Linked DNA regions of Zea mays: all the other regions are linked to region 1. A link is a contact called in public Hi-C data. All regions are on one chromosome and are shown on one strand. The core of a region is the stretch at or near the end of the contact, and the rest is flanking DNA. Distances in the headings are between cores, read along the strand shown. Region 1 holds the start of LOC100284422 (RING zinc finger protein-like). Region 2 holds the start of LOC100194213 (Rho GTPase-activating protein 3). Region 3 holds the start of LOC103646035 (B3 domain-containing protein Os02g0683500-like). Region 4 holds the start of LOC100216931. Region 5 holds the start of LOC100501142.

Region 1 (2,521 bases), core at 12-2,511:
GGTGTGTCCTTGCGAGACGGAAACCGTGCAGAGGAACGGAGCCGTCCACCGGTCCACGGATGTACCGAACCCGAGCAGCTGCCCTGGGTGACCTGACTGACCTGAGCGAGCAGCCAGAAAGCATGGCTGGCAGTGGCACTGGCAGGACAAAAAGCGGGCCCAAATCATGCATCGACACGCCTAGCTCATCGACAAAAATTTAATCCGCGCAAAGATTCACAACTCCACAAACTTGGAAGACGGAATCTACCTATGCACAAGAGGGATCTAATCTCCTAGCCTTTTTTTGGGGGGGTGGCCGCTTTACTCATTTTGCCTATGTACAATTCGAGAGCCTTGGGTTTCTTCTCTGCCTCGGCTGCTGTCCGTCCCCGTCCCTCCCACGGAACGGAAGCAAGCAAGCAAGCGTCGATGGATCCAGGCAGACGCGCATTCCCCACGGGGGAAGTGGCGGGCGGTGGTGAGCTCTCACTGGTAGCCGCCCAGGCCGGTGAGCAGCAGCTCGTGCGGCCGCAGCAGCGTCGGGGAGGGCACGGGCGCCAGCGGCGCGCCGAGGTAGGAGAAGTCGAAGTCGGAGGCGTCGGGGACGCCGGCGGCGGCGGCCCAGAGCGCGCCGGCCATCTCGTCGGGGATGAGCGGCGCGCGGCAGAGCGGGCACGTGCGCTGGTCGTGCTCCATCCAGCGGTCGAGGCAGGCCCGGTGGAAGACGTGGCGGCAGTTGCTGAGCCGCCGCACCTCGTCGCGGCCGCCGATGCCGCTCAGGCACACCGCGCAGTCTCCGGGCTCCGGCTCCAGCTCCAGCTCGTCGAACCGCACCACGGGGAGGACCTCCTCGATGACCATCGCCGGCACCGCCCGGAACTCCGGGCGCCGGTGCTGCAGCATCGCCGCCTGCTGCGGCAGGTCCCGCCCCTGCGCGGCGGCGCCGTGCTGCTGCTGCTGGTGGTCCTGCAGCAGCGCCTGGTGGTCGTCCCCGAGATCCAGCAGGTCGCCGAGCCCCACGGCGTCGAACGCCCAGAGGAGGAAGCGGCGGATGTACCCCAGCAGCAGCAGGAGGTGGAGCAGCTGCTTCGGGAGCACCAGCTCCGAGTAGCCCACCGGGAAACCCATGCCTGCCGCGACCGGGGCAGCGCTTGTCCGGATTTGCGCCCTGGGCGTGTCCGGGCTTGCGGTGGTGGGAGGGGGAAGGTGGGGGCGACGCGATGTGCCGGGTGCTTCTTGCGGATATGCCGATATGGCGCGGTGGCGATGCGTGGACGGGAGAGGCGAAGCGGGCGCGGTGGTGGCTATATAAAGCGCGAGGAGGAGGGATGGGCGATGCGGGGCCGCATATCGTGCATTCGGTACTGGTGGGCTGGCCGGTGCCCCCCACTGCCCCCGTGCCGTGCCGTGCCTCCCTCGTGTGAGCCCAGCGCCCGAGCGACAGACCCACCCCGGACCCGGATTCCATCGCTCCCCTCCTCAACGCAGGCAGGGAGGGAATAGGAATTTCGTATTGGCCACTCGGTGGTCCGCTCGCCCCCGCCGTACCCACCCGCACACTACTGCCCTGCCGCTGCCGGATCGGTGCAATGCACGGTTCGCTAAAGGCAGACGAAGCACCTGTGCGTGCGGTGCGTGCATCTCTCCACCTCCCACACGGACCACGGTCCCACTGTCCACACACGTACTACCTGCAGGCTGTAGATACTACCAGTAACAGCCCGCCATTGCTACCAGGCCGGCCGGAAGGGGTCAAAACTTCTCAGCAGTCTACGCGTCAGGGACGCCATGTCCATTTGCGTGCGTGGAGTGAGCTCCAGCTATTCAAAAGTTTTAAGGCTTCCTCCGTGTCCGTGGACGGGGGAGATCTCTTTCTCCTTTCTTTTGGACACGTAGGACGAGAACTGACGGCAAAGGATCGAGCGTGCTGCAGCCTGCAGGTGGATAAAATAACCACCATCTATCTCTTGTTGCACCTCTCGCAACGCACATTAAAAGCTCCCGTCCCTGTACCAAGGACAGGGAGATGGCTAGCGCGCGGTGAAAAAGAAAAATAAAAGAAAGGGATGGTTGCACGAAGGTTCTTGGATCCTTTTGCTTCTCGACCACGAGACGAAAGGGATGGGGGAAAGGACGCAAACGCAAGTTGCCGGGTGACTCGGTCGAGTGCTTTGTCTCGTTCTGGCCCCCCGGGGGGAAGTCTCGCTCGCATGCTGGCCGCCCCTGCCGTCTGCTCAATGCTCATCATGCATCGCATGGCGCCGTGGGTTCACGCACCGCTTCTTTTTTTTAGGTTGCTTTTGCCTGATATTTTACGACGCCCGTTTCTCTCAGCGCGCTTGGGCTTGCATCATGCCCGATCTTTCTGTGTACGTGCGGGTCTCTAGTTTATATAGGCCCGCCAAGTCAAAAGAGGACGGCACGCGTTGGTTTCTGCTTTACGTTGCTGGTGTGGAATTTGTTGCGGCTCATGTCACCCCGGACATCTCTTGGAAAGCCAAAGTTAGTAGGAGTAGAAAAAGGCAGAGTCACCACGTCA
Region 2 (2,521 bases), core at 7-2,506, 490 kb before region 1:
ACACAATTACTCACCCCACACCACACACACGCACACGTAATCACCAATGAAATAGATAGATGTACTACGCGCGCCTATCGCCATGTCCCTCCTAGCTGTGGCGTGGCATGTGTCTCGACGACTCGCCGCCGATCTCCCCGTCCTACGGTTGGGCTGGGGGCGCATGCATGGCTGGCGTACGGCGAGCAGCACCGGAAACGACCCATCACACAGTACGCGCTGCGCACTGTGCTGCCACTGGCTCACTGTGTGGGAATAACTACGCGCGTACTGGCAGTACTTGGTGCGCTCGCCAGGCGTCGATCGCAGCCGGCGCGACATGGCGGTGGTAGGCGGTAGCTGATCTACGGAAGCGCCCGGACGGCCGGTGTCCCCGCCGGCACGGAGGAGGCCCCTTTTTTTCCCCCTGCCTGCCACGGGGGCAAAGCATGTGATCCCTTCCCTTCCGTCGTTCCCCCGATCGGACGCGAAAGAATCAGCTGGGTACAATAAACACGCCGATCCCGATCCCGTACCCGCGGCCGCGGCCACGGCACGCTCCCGGGTCCCGAGCCCTCGACCGGACCCGACCCGACCCGACCGCCGCATTTACCCTCGGCAACTGCGCCGTACCACGGTGCCCGCGTACCAAACCGGCGCGCGCGTATGCCACACACCATTCATGGGTCCTGGGTCCTGAGTCTCCTGACCCGCGCAGCGAGGCGGCCGCTGCATTGCATCGCGGCGCGGCTCCACCCGCACGCGCACCCGCAGTCGTGCGGGCATGGACCTGGACTCTGGCTGTAATAACCACAAGTGGCCCTGGCGTCCGCCTAACCCAGCCTGTAAAGATCTCTCGTCGCCTCGCTCGCGCAGACGCAGGCACCACCAGCCACGCACGCGCACCCACCCGCAGACGGATCGGGCACGGCCAGAGCCAATGAGCCAGAACCAGAGCCAGGCAACCAGCCCACACCCGCTGCTCCCCACCGGCCCACCCCACTCCACTCCGCTCCACTAACCAACGCCCAGGGTTTTTAATAATCCCGCCACAACCCAACCACTCCGACCGCTTTTCCCCCGCGCGTTTCAAAATCAGCGAGGCCGCGAGGGCAGCGGTAACACCGTGGGATTAATCATCAATCAACCAGGCAGGTACTCGTAAGCTGATGGGGGTAAAGCAGGGGGATTAGTGAGGACCTCGTTTGAAGCCGGGTATAAAAGCCGCGAGGCTAGCAAAGGCGACCTCGCGAGGAAAAACTACCTGGGCCGCCACCGCCACAGCCCCGCCCCGCCCCGCCCCCGCCTCCCGAGCTGAGCGAGCGACTCAGCAAGCGCGCAACGGAACCAGCCGCCGCGGCGCGCCATGGCGCCGTTCCAGATGCGTTTCGGGCTCCAGATCTCTCCCGCGCGCTCCGACGACGACGAGGAGGAGGACGACGACGACGACAACGAGGAGGAGTATGACGAGATGGCGAGCGAGGGGACGGCCTCGCCGCCGATGATGCTCCGGCCAGGGAGGGGAGGGGGAGGGCTGGTGAGCGCCGTCGTGGGCGCGCTGCGGAGGTCGCTGGTGATGTGCAGCGCTGGCGCCGTGGATATCGACGACGACGACGACGAGGAGGAGGGCGGGATCGAGATCGGGCGGCCCACGGACGTGCACCACGTCTCGCACGTCACCTTCGACCGCTTTGGTGGCTTCCTCGGCCTCCCCGCGGACCTCGAACCCGAAGTGCCGCGGCGCACGCCGAGTGCCAGGTGAGCTCGCCAGTCGCCGCTGCCGCTGCCGTGCGGGTGATTACGCTTCGATTTTCGCTTCAGCTGTAACTTTGTGTGCCTTAGTTTTTCCCGACTGCTTCCGTGACGGAACTGTAGCTTTCTGATGAAGTGCCCGTTGTCCACAAAGACGCTACGCGAAAAAATGGGCGTGTTCCTAAATTCAGTTCTACAAGTTTAGGCGCACACTGTTTTCAGCGGACGCTCCTAAGCAAGCTGACGAAAGTGAGCTGTATTTTTGTTTTTCTCTGTGTTTAGCAATGATACAGTTCTGTAACAAGGTGGTTAGCTGAGGGTTCCGAATTAATTAGTAGTAACTGGACAAGTTGATCTCGTGGAGAGAGAGAGACGAGAGGCAGTACTTTTAAAGTACTACGAGTTGTTGCTTTCTGTATCAGGAAGTACAGATGGGAATTTAGTTATCTTGGATTGTTTACTTTCTGCACCTGGCATAGAAGAGATTCTGAATATCTATTCTGAGGGCATATAGTTCTGAAGATAAATGCGTGCTTATCAAAAAAATTATATAGGATATTCTTACATGGCTAATGGTATATTCAGCCCAAATGAATTTTGTCGCCAAACTTGATTTGCCCATGTGCTTGAGCTTGAAACAACAAGGCTGTTTGAGGTGGTTGGCAACATGGGCTACAGAATCTTCTAACCTATCTTTTATTTTGGGGTATGTTCATTTGTACTTGGATCAAATATGGTCTCTGTTGTTTTTGTCTTTTTCCATTTACCAAATGGGTTCGCACGGTACTTT
Region 3 (2,521 bases), core at 9-2,508, 430 kb after region 1:
TAGAGTGTGGCGGGCGGCGCGGGCGGCATGAAGAAACCGCCCGCGCCGCCGCCGCCGCCGCCGCCCCAGGGGCCGTAGGGCGACGCGACGGGCGCCATGGGGAGCGGGAGGCGCGGCATGCGGTGCGGGTCGCGGGAGTCGGCGCGGCGCTTCCAGTCGATGAAGAGGCGGTCCCGCGCGGTGTCGCCGGCGCCGCGGCAGAAGGAGACGGTGTCGCCGGCGTCGAGGCGCTTCTCCTTGACGAAGCGGCTCCAGCCCTTGGTCATGACGTAGCTCTGGCTGCTGTTCCAGTAGGAGTAGCGGAAGCGCCAGAGCTTACCGGCGCGGTCCTCGAAGCTGAGCAGCTGGCCCTTCTCGTTGGCCGCCGCGTCCAGCGGGAAGTACTTCTCCGCGTGCTGCTTCGGGATCACCAGCCGGTTGAGCTTCCCCACGTCGCTGGGCGTCACCACCTTGTCGAACATGTGCTCCTTCTCGATCACCTGCACGTCGTCGCTCCCGCCGCCGCCGCTCCCGGACGCCCCGGCGCCGTCGCTCGAGCGGGGGGCAGCAGCAGGACCCGATGAGGCCGCCGCGGAAGGCGAGGACGAGGAGGCGGCGGCTCCGGTGTCGGCCGTCGCTGCCGCTGTCATGAAGGGGATCTCGCGCGGAGACGCCTCCTCCTCCTCCTCCTCTTCCTCCTGCTCTTCCTCCTCGTCCTCCTCCCTGGAAAACCTACTCGAAGAGCTCGCGAACTCCATAGCTAGCTACGCCCTGCAGGGCTCCTCCTCCTCGTCTTCGTGTAGAACGACGCCTCCCCTTTCGAGCGCGCGCTGGCCTGCCTTGTCCCTGTTGCGGGCAGCGGCTTTGATGCGACGCGGTCCCTGCTTGGCGGAGACTGACTAGCTGGCTGCTTGGTTGCTTGCTCGCTGGGGAGAGTGAGGAGGAGGAGGAGGGGGATCTATCCGCGATGAGGCCAGCCCCAGCCTATCTATATCTACCACTCCTATCTGTCTGCTCTCTGCCCCTCTCTTTCTTTAGTTTCTCTCTCCTTCCCTCTCGCGCTCGGATCGAACTCCTCCGCCCGCGCGTCGGAGGAAGAGGGGGCAGGGTAGGAAGCCAGCCGGGGGCTCCGATCCGCTGGGGCTGGGGGAGGGAGGCCGGGATCGATAGGACGGAGAGAGAGAGAGAGTGCGTGGTAATTAGAGTTGTGTGGCTGGTTCTTCTCTCTCTCCAGTCTCCAGCGATTGGTGGCGCTTGTTGGGAGGGGTAAAGCGAGCTGTGGGAAAGCTGCTAGCCGCTTGCTGCGCGCCCACAAGGGCCGGGAGGAGGGAGTTCCATTCCAGCCCAGCCCACTGGCCACTGCCCACAGGGCGGGGATGCGAGCTGGCGAGGGGAGGGAGACACACACGGAGGGGGGGCACTGACTGCCCTAGAAGATTCCTCGAAGGTGGCCGGGCGCACCCTACCGATCGTATTCCTATTCCTAGTAGGAATATAATGGTGCATTGCATTATGCATTTCTATTCTGAGAGTTACTGCTGAGTTGTAGGACCATGTTTACAAACAACCTAGTTTTTAAGAATGCACTTTCGATTTCTAGTGTTTTTGAAACTGGGTTATGAAAAAACAATAGTTAATAGTGTTTGGAACCATCTCAATTTCTATAAACTAGTTTTAGTTAGAGAAGCTAGATTCTTGGTTTTTAAGAAACTTCTATAAACTAGTTTTAGTTAGAGGAGCTAGATTCTTGGTTTTTAAGAAACTGAGAATCTAGTTTCTAAGAAATCGATATGTTTAGAATCACTTCTATTTTTATAAACTAGTTTCTTAAAAACCGGAGACTTTTAAACATGTCCTTAGCTTCAAGCAGCGTATTGCATGGTCCTACTGCATGCTTTGCCTTCTTTCAGTATTGTGTTTTCCGGCCGGTCTATTGAATAACACTAGTCGGTTGTCCGTGCGTTGCGACGGCTTACAACAATACCCACGTATACTATCTATCAAAAAAATTCAAGATTTTTTATTGATTGTCTCCTCTCTTTATATAATATATTTTTTATTTGACTAACTGATGTTATTATTTACTCCATACAAATATGTCTTGGTACAACACGGCCAATGAAGTGAGCGATTATAAGATAGTTCACAACGGTTGACTGAATAAACAGATATTATAAAATGACATAATTCCATCATACATAGACCAAATAAGAGAAAGTTTGTGAGATCAAGTTTCTAAAATAAGTCTCATGAAGTCAAACTTATAAAAAAGATAGATCAAAATATGGAGTGATTGCTAAAGTCAGGCATCAATAAAAATTGGATGTGCTCCATATAAATTATGCTACTTCGTAGCAATTACTAACGTTTAAAACCAACAAATGACCTTTCATTTTGCTGTTAGTGTGACAAATCATTGCTACTCCATCCAATTCAGCAACCTCAAACACCATGTAGTCCATTGCGCTAATGTGGTCTCAGAAACGACCTAATGCTTGCAAGAGCCAAGGACGTCGTGCCGTGCTTGGGCTGTAGCCTCAGC
Region 4 (2,521 bases), core at 17-2,516, 390 kb before region 1:
TGCGTGCATGCATGGGTGTGTGTGACAAGGCTCCGACTCGATCCGACGCCGCGTTCAACTCCAGGGCCAGCCTGCAAGCACCACTGCTGCATATCAAAAACCCCACGCGCGCGTCTTATTCATCATGGATTGGCAAAACAGTCTTCCCTTGACAGTAGCCCGGCCCCGTCTTAATTTCTGTCCAGATGATCATTCTGTTCTGTCCTTTTTGCATGCAGCCTGCTGGCCGGGTACGTGGCGTTTCACAAGACGCTGGCCGAGACAGCGACCGCGGCGAGGTGACAAGAATGATCACGGTTCGGGCGCCGGTGGGCGGTGGCAAGCGACGTCGTCTCGGTCTGTCGGTCATCGGTCCCCCGGCCCGGAGTAGCTAGTTGCCCATGCGGCCATTCCATTGGTCATACGATGCCACCCGCTGGATTCATGTTTCGAACATGCTCTAATTCACGAGCGCTTGGCAGTTCCACGACATTCTTGCGCAGGCAGAGAGGCAACAGCGTTTCGTATCGTTCGTTGCTATGGTTCGTCCAATCAAGTTCGGAAAACCCATGAACGTGTGATGATGACCAGTGTCAAACAAGAAGCGTGCTAGTTGTAGTAGAGCTGCTCTTCGTAGACTCAGCTCAGGCCTCGCATGCTAATCGCTATTATTACCGTGTGCTCCATGTGTGTGTCTGTCCTGTTTCCACGACAGTTCAATCGACCGGCAGTATTTCTGCATGTGTTATGGAACCATTGCGCATGCGTTTATGGAAAAAAGGAACGCGACCGATGGTTCTACAGAGAATATTGACGAGAGACTGGGAAATACGTACAATGCCAGCTTTCTCTCGCATGTGCCTTCGTGAAACTTTGAGTTGAATCTTTGAACGCCAACCCCATTTCTTTCTGAATAAATAAATCAAGATTAAAACTTGGAATCAGTTCTCTTTGTTTGCGTACCACTTGGTCGGTCCAGTTGGAGTGTAAATAAATAAAACTCTAATGTACGTGGACCTGGACCTGGACCTGTGGACCATCGCTGGAGACTCACCAAGCAAGTAGCCCAACTTGCGTTCCAGTCCATGTACTTCCACGTGATCGTGATCGTGATCGGGCCCACACATCTACGACTCGATCGCACTCATGACCCAACAGGCCAACATGAGTTTTTTCCCCGTATATCCATGGACCTTAACTGAGTAAACGGGCTCCTAAAGAGGCCCAGTATCACGTTTTTTTTTATTTTCATCCCAGTTAATCATAGCCGCACGTTTGATGGTCACGCTCCGGTCACTCCTTGTCCCTGAGTCCTGTTCAAGAATCAAGACAAACTGGCAACGAGAAACTAGCGGATTTCCTGAATCCTGAGTTCCTCACCGGCGAGGCGAGCACGGAAAAAATCGCATGGCCTTGCAGCACGCAGGTCCAGCTAGCTCTACGCTGACCACCGGCCGTCATGGCAGGAGCGCCGCAGCCGTCCTCCGTAGGCCACCGACGGGTTCTAGCAGCCGTTTGAGGGCGCATGCGCAGAAACCCGTCGCCGGATCCCGTTCCCGTGGCGCGGGAGCCGAGACCGCGACGTCCCCCTCATCCTCCCGCTCGGAGAACGCCGTCCTCAAGGCCGCCTGGTACGGCTCCGAGCTCCTCGGCATCGCCGCGTCGCTTCTCCGGCCCGCGCCGTCGTCGCCTCAGGAGGGGGATGCTGGCGGTGGCGGTGACGCAGAGGGCGAAGCGGCGGCGGTGGCGGGGGCCCTGGACCTGGACCACGCGGGAGTGGCCGAGGCCATTAAGGCGGACTTCGCGCGGTCGTACTTCGTCACAGGTCTCAATCTTCTCCAATGAACTGTCACGGGTACGTGCTTGATTAATTATCTGAGAACGGAACGCGTGCCGTGTGCGTTCCGGCTCGTTTCGTAGGGAATCTCACGCTGAGAGCTTACGAGGAGGACTGCGAGTTCGCCGACCCGGCGGGCTCGTTCAGAGGCCTGCGGCGGTTCAAACGGAACTGCACTAATTTTGGGTCTCTGCTCGAGAAATCGAACATGAAGCTCACTAAATGGGAGGACCTGGAGGTACGTGCGAACCACACTCTCCAGCAACAGAAGTCTATAACTTTGTAATTTGAAACACCGAGATGTGTCAACCATTGGTGGTAAAAACAAATGAACAAAAACCGACTGATGTGTGTGCCGCTGCTCGATGCATCCGGTTGCAGGACAAGTCGATCGGGCACTGGCGTTTCAGCTGTGTCATGTCGTTCCCCTGGAGGCCTATTCTGTCAGGTGATTCCAGTTTTGTTGAAGTGAGCCAAACCAGGGCTTGATCCCTGCTGGTCCATTCATGTTGTTGCTCACCTCAGTTCGCCGGCTGTTTTATGCGTATTTTGCTCGGGCCCTGACACGGTGTTTACTGTCGTCCTGCTGTTTCAGCAACCGGGTACACGGAATACTATTTCGATGCTGAATCGGGGAAGGTGTGCAGGTACTGAAAACTTATATGCACTCGTGTTCAGCGATCCTAGGGTCACGAACATCCAAGC
Region 5 (2,521 bases), core at 9-2,508, 340 kb after region 1:
CACGGCGGGTAGTAGTTCACCGCCATGTGCTGCGCGTGCCTCCCCATGGCCGCCACCATGTGGCTCCGCTCCAGGCCCAGGCTCTCCGATATGGCCTCCAGCAGCCTCAGCGCCAGCGCCCTGGCCTCCGTCGCGTAGGTGCCCACCACTTGCCTGTCAAAGCAAAGCAGCCACCACGCGTACGACTTGTCAATTTGCGATGCTGCTTGCTGCTGCATGCATGCGTCGAGCACTCGAGCTGAGCTGTATTTCTCGGCGACGGAATAACAGTTACCAGCATGGTCGACTTTCTGTGTGACAGTCGTTCGATCGTTTTTCTTTTTTTTTCATGCTTTTTCAGGAATGGTCAACGTCGAACATGTAAGTCGTTTCAAGTTTCGGTTTGACAAGTCCTTCCTTTTGAAAAGGAAAAAAAGAAAAGAAAAAAAAGCTGAGTTTGACAAAACAACCGTTCGAGTTGATTTGGTACGATCGGAGGACCGGAGACGAGAAAAATCAGAGAGCCGTAAAGTCAGCTTCACCGCAGAGAGAGACGCAGAGAGAGAGAGAGAGAGAGAGAGACGAAAGCAAATTGAGAGACGGATTGAGGGAGGATGGAACGGTCACCTGAAGGACGGCGGGTTTGACGGCCACTGGTCGACGAAGCTCTGGAGGGGGTAGCAATGCAGGCGCAGGAAGTCGCGCCAGTTGCTGACCTTCTCCGTGCGCACGTTGAAGCTGGTGGACAGCCGGATCGCCTTGTTGGGGTCGTCGGAGTAGCACTTGAGCCGCTCCGACTCCGGCAGGTGGAAGAACTCCCGCGCCACGCGCAGCATGCCCTCCACGACCGCCGCCGGGATGCCGTGGTTCGTCACCTGTCCACACGACACGCGCGCATTCACGTGCGCTAACCAGTGTCAGTCTGCTAGCTGGTTGGTTGGTTGTTTGTTCCATAAGGTCGTCGTACGACCCGTTACGTACCATGAAGAAGCCGTCGGATTCGCAGGCCTTGCCGATGGCCTCCACCACCTTACGGCGCTCCGGGCCGTTGAGCTTCTTGAGGTCGATGAGCGGGATCCCGGCGCCGGACTCGTTGTCGACATTGGCGAGGTCCGGGCGGTCTCCGACAGGCCTGATGTGGCTCGATGGGACCTTCCCGATCTGTGCAACGAGATCGGTAAGGAGAGGCTTGGAAATGGCTGGGGCCATGTTATACTATGTTCCTTGGGGCTGTGGACGCTCGATCGATCTTGGGGCTGCAGTGTTAGCTGTAGTTTAGTGCTGGCTGATAGCATGCTTCGTTTTGCCGCTCCTTTTATAGGCACCCAGGGAGGCGTCTTTGCAATATTATAGGAGTACTAGATTGACTGAACGGCCGAACCAAACCACATTGGTTTGTCGGAGTGTCGTAATGGAGCCGTGACCATTCGCTGTTGTATGTAGTACTACAGGAGCCAGGTCCGAGTTGTGGTTTTCGCGAGCGAAAACGACAGGGACAACACGTGATCACCTTCATCCCCAGCTCGTAAAAATGCCGCGTGGTTAATAATCTGGCAGCCTGGAGAACCCAAGCTTTCCAGCAGTCGGCTGCCGACCAGGTTATGTTGATTGCCGCTGGCGGCGCCGCCCGTGTTCTCCGTCTGCTAGAGCACTCGCTGCGCCTAGTACCCATGGCAACTACACGATGGTGGTCCGACACGAGGATGGCTCTACCCGACTAGAAGCGTGCTGGGCCGATCCGACCCGATAGTCATGTCACGCTTGGACCAGTCGTCTGGTCCACGGTGTAGACACGAGCGTAGCCCGTTTAAAGGGTAGATACGATAACAACCTGTTTGATTGACTGGTTTTGTAACAACCAGTCTATTTTTAGCTGATGATTCTATTATTATACGAGAGCATTTTAAATTGTGATATATATATTTATATGTGTATCCAAAATTGATTGTCTAATTATATATCTGAAATTATAAATATAATTAATTAAATCTAAAATAAGTTTAATTATTGCTTTTAAATCCTGAACTTTAGAGTGTTTTATTGGTTTAGGGGCCGGAGTCCAATACGACGAGCCTGTCGTACCTCCGATCCGACACGCCTCGTGTAAGAATAAACGTACCGAATCTAGACCGTGTCAGGCAGCCCATAGGCCAGGTTAACCTAGCACGATACTTAACCGTGCAGGACTCATAAACCTCGTGTCGGCCCCAGCTGTGCCCATGGCTGGTCGGCCCGTTGGACATATATAATGGCAACTGAGAGCCTCCATCCCGGGCGTGACGAGTGCCGACGGTCGCCGTCGTGCCGTGAACGTCATCGTGCAGTTAGCCAGCCCTTCGTCGGTGTAGGATCAGTCCGACACGCATGCAGTGTCGTGACCCGGCCCCCCTCCGAAGGTCCGCCACGCATCGCATCGCATACGAGGATGGAAATCTAGCCACGCCAGACGTTTACACATGCAAGCTCCACGGGTTATCAGCGTCGCCGTCCCGGAGGCACGGCGCCGACACGGCCGCATGTGCCGCGGCGGACGCGCCACCAG

The links. Hi-C and Micro-C count contacts between places; a contact is called where the count stands out from the background.
Region 2: a Hi-C map of tassel shows a contact between it and region 1, with 3 times the contacts expected there. The contact joins the promoter of LOC100194213 here to the promoter of LOC100284422 in region 1. A contact is called at or near these places in 3 of 25 Hi-C or Micro-C datasets (ear, leaf and tassel).
Region 3: a Hi-C map of endosperm shows a contact between it and region 1, with 2.5 times the contacts expected there. The contact joins the promoter of LOC103646035 here to the promoter of LOC100284422 in region 1. A contact is called at or near these places in 3 of 25 Hi-C or Micro-C datasets (bundle sheath, endosperm and leaf).
Region 4: a contact with region 1 is called in a Hi-C map of tassel, with 2.8 times the contacts expected there. The contact joins the promoter of LOC100216931 here to the promoter of LOC100284422 in region 1. A contact is called at or near these places in 5 of 25 Hi-C or Micro-C datasets (bundle sheath, ear, endosperm and 2 more).
Region 5: a Hi-C map of bundle sheath shows a contact between it and region 1, with 3 times the contacts expected there. The contact joins the promoter of LOC100501142 here to the promoter of LOC100284422 in region 1. A contact is called at or near these places in 9 of 25 Hi-C or Micro-C datasets (bundle sheath, ear, endosperm and 4 more).

What each region holds. Positions count from the first base shown.
Region 1 is chr2:16,116,317-16,118,837 of Zm-B73-REFERENCE-NAM-5.0, reverse strand. It overlaps LOC100284422 (RING zinc finger protein-like), which reads right to left and starts at 1,261. Exons shown (of 1, transcript NM_001157317.2): 1 at 186-1,261. The coding sequence starts at 1,110. The coding sequence ends at 469.
Region 2 is chr2:16,607,168-16,609,688 of Zm-B73-REFERENCE-NAM-5.0, reverse strand. LOC100194213 (Rho GTPase-activating protein 3) reads left to right here and starts at 1,256. Exons shown (of 5, transcript NM_001359431.1): 1 at 1,256-1,737. The coding sequence starts at 1,346.
Region 3 is chr2:15,682,845-15,685,365 of Zm-B73-REFERENCE-NAM-5.0, reverse strand. It overlaps LOC103646035 (B3 domain-containing protein Os02g0683500-like), which reads right to left and starts at 1,258. Exons shown (of 1, transcript NM_001322952.1): 1 at 1-1,258. The coding sequence starts at 737.
Region 4 is chr2:16,510,470-16,512,990 of Zm-B73-REFERENCE-NAM-5.0, reverse strand. It overlaps LOC100216931, which reads left to right and starts at 1,266. Exons shown (of 5, transcript NM_001366947.1): 1 at 1,266-1,804; 2 at 1,900-2,054; 3 at 2,198-2,264; 4 at 2,412-2,463. The coding sequence starts at 1,387.
Region 5 is chr2:15,772,999-15,775,519 of Zm-B73-REFERENCE-NAM-5.0, reverse strand. LOC100501142 reads right to left here and starts at 1,258. Exons shown (of 4, transcript NM_001365475.1): 1 at 961-1,258; 2 at 607-854; 3 at 1-153. The coding sequence starts at 1,188.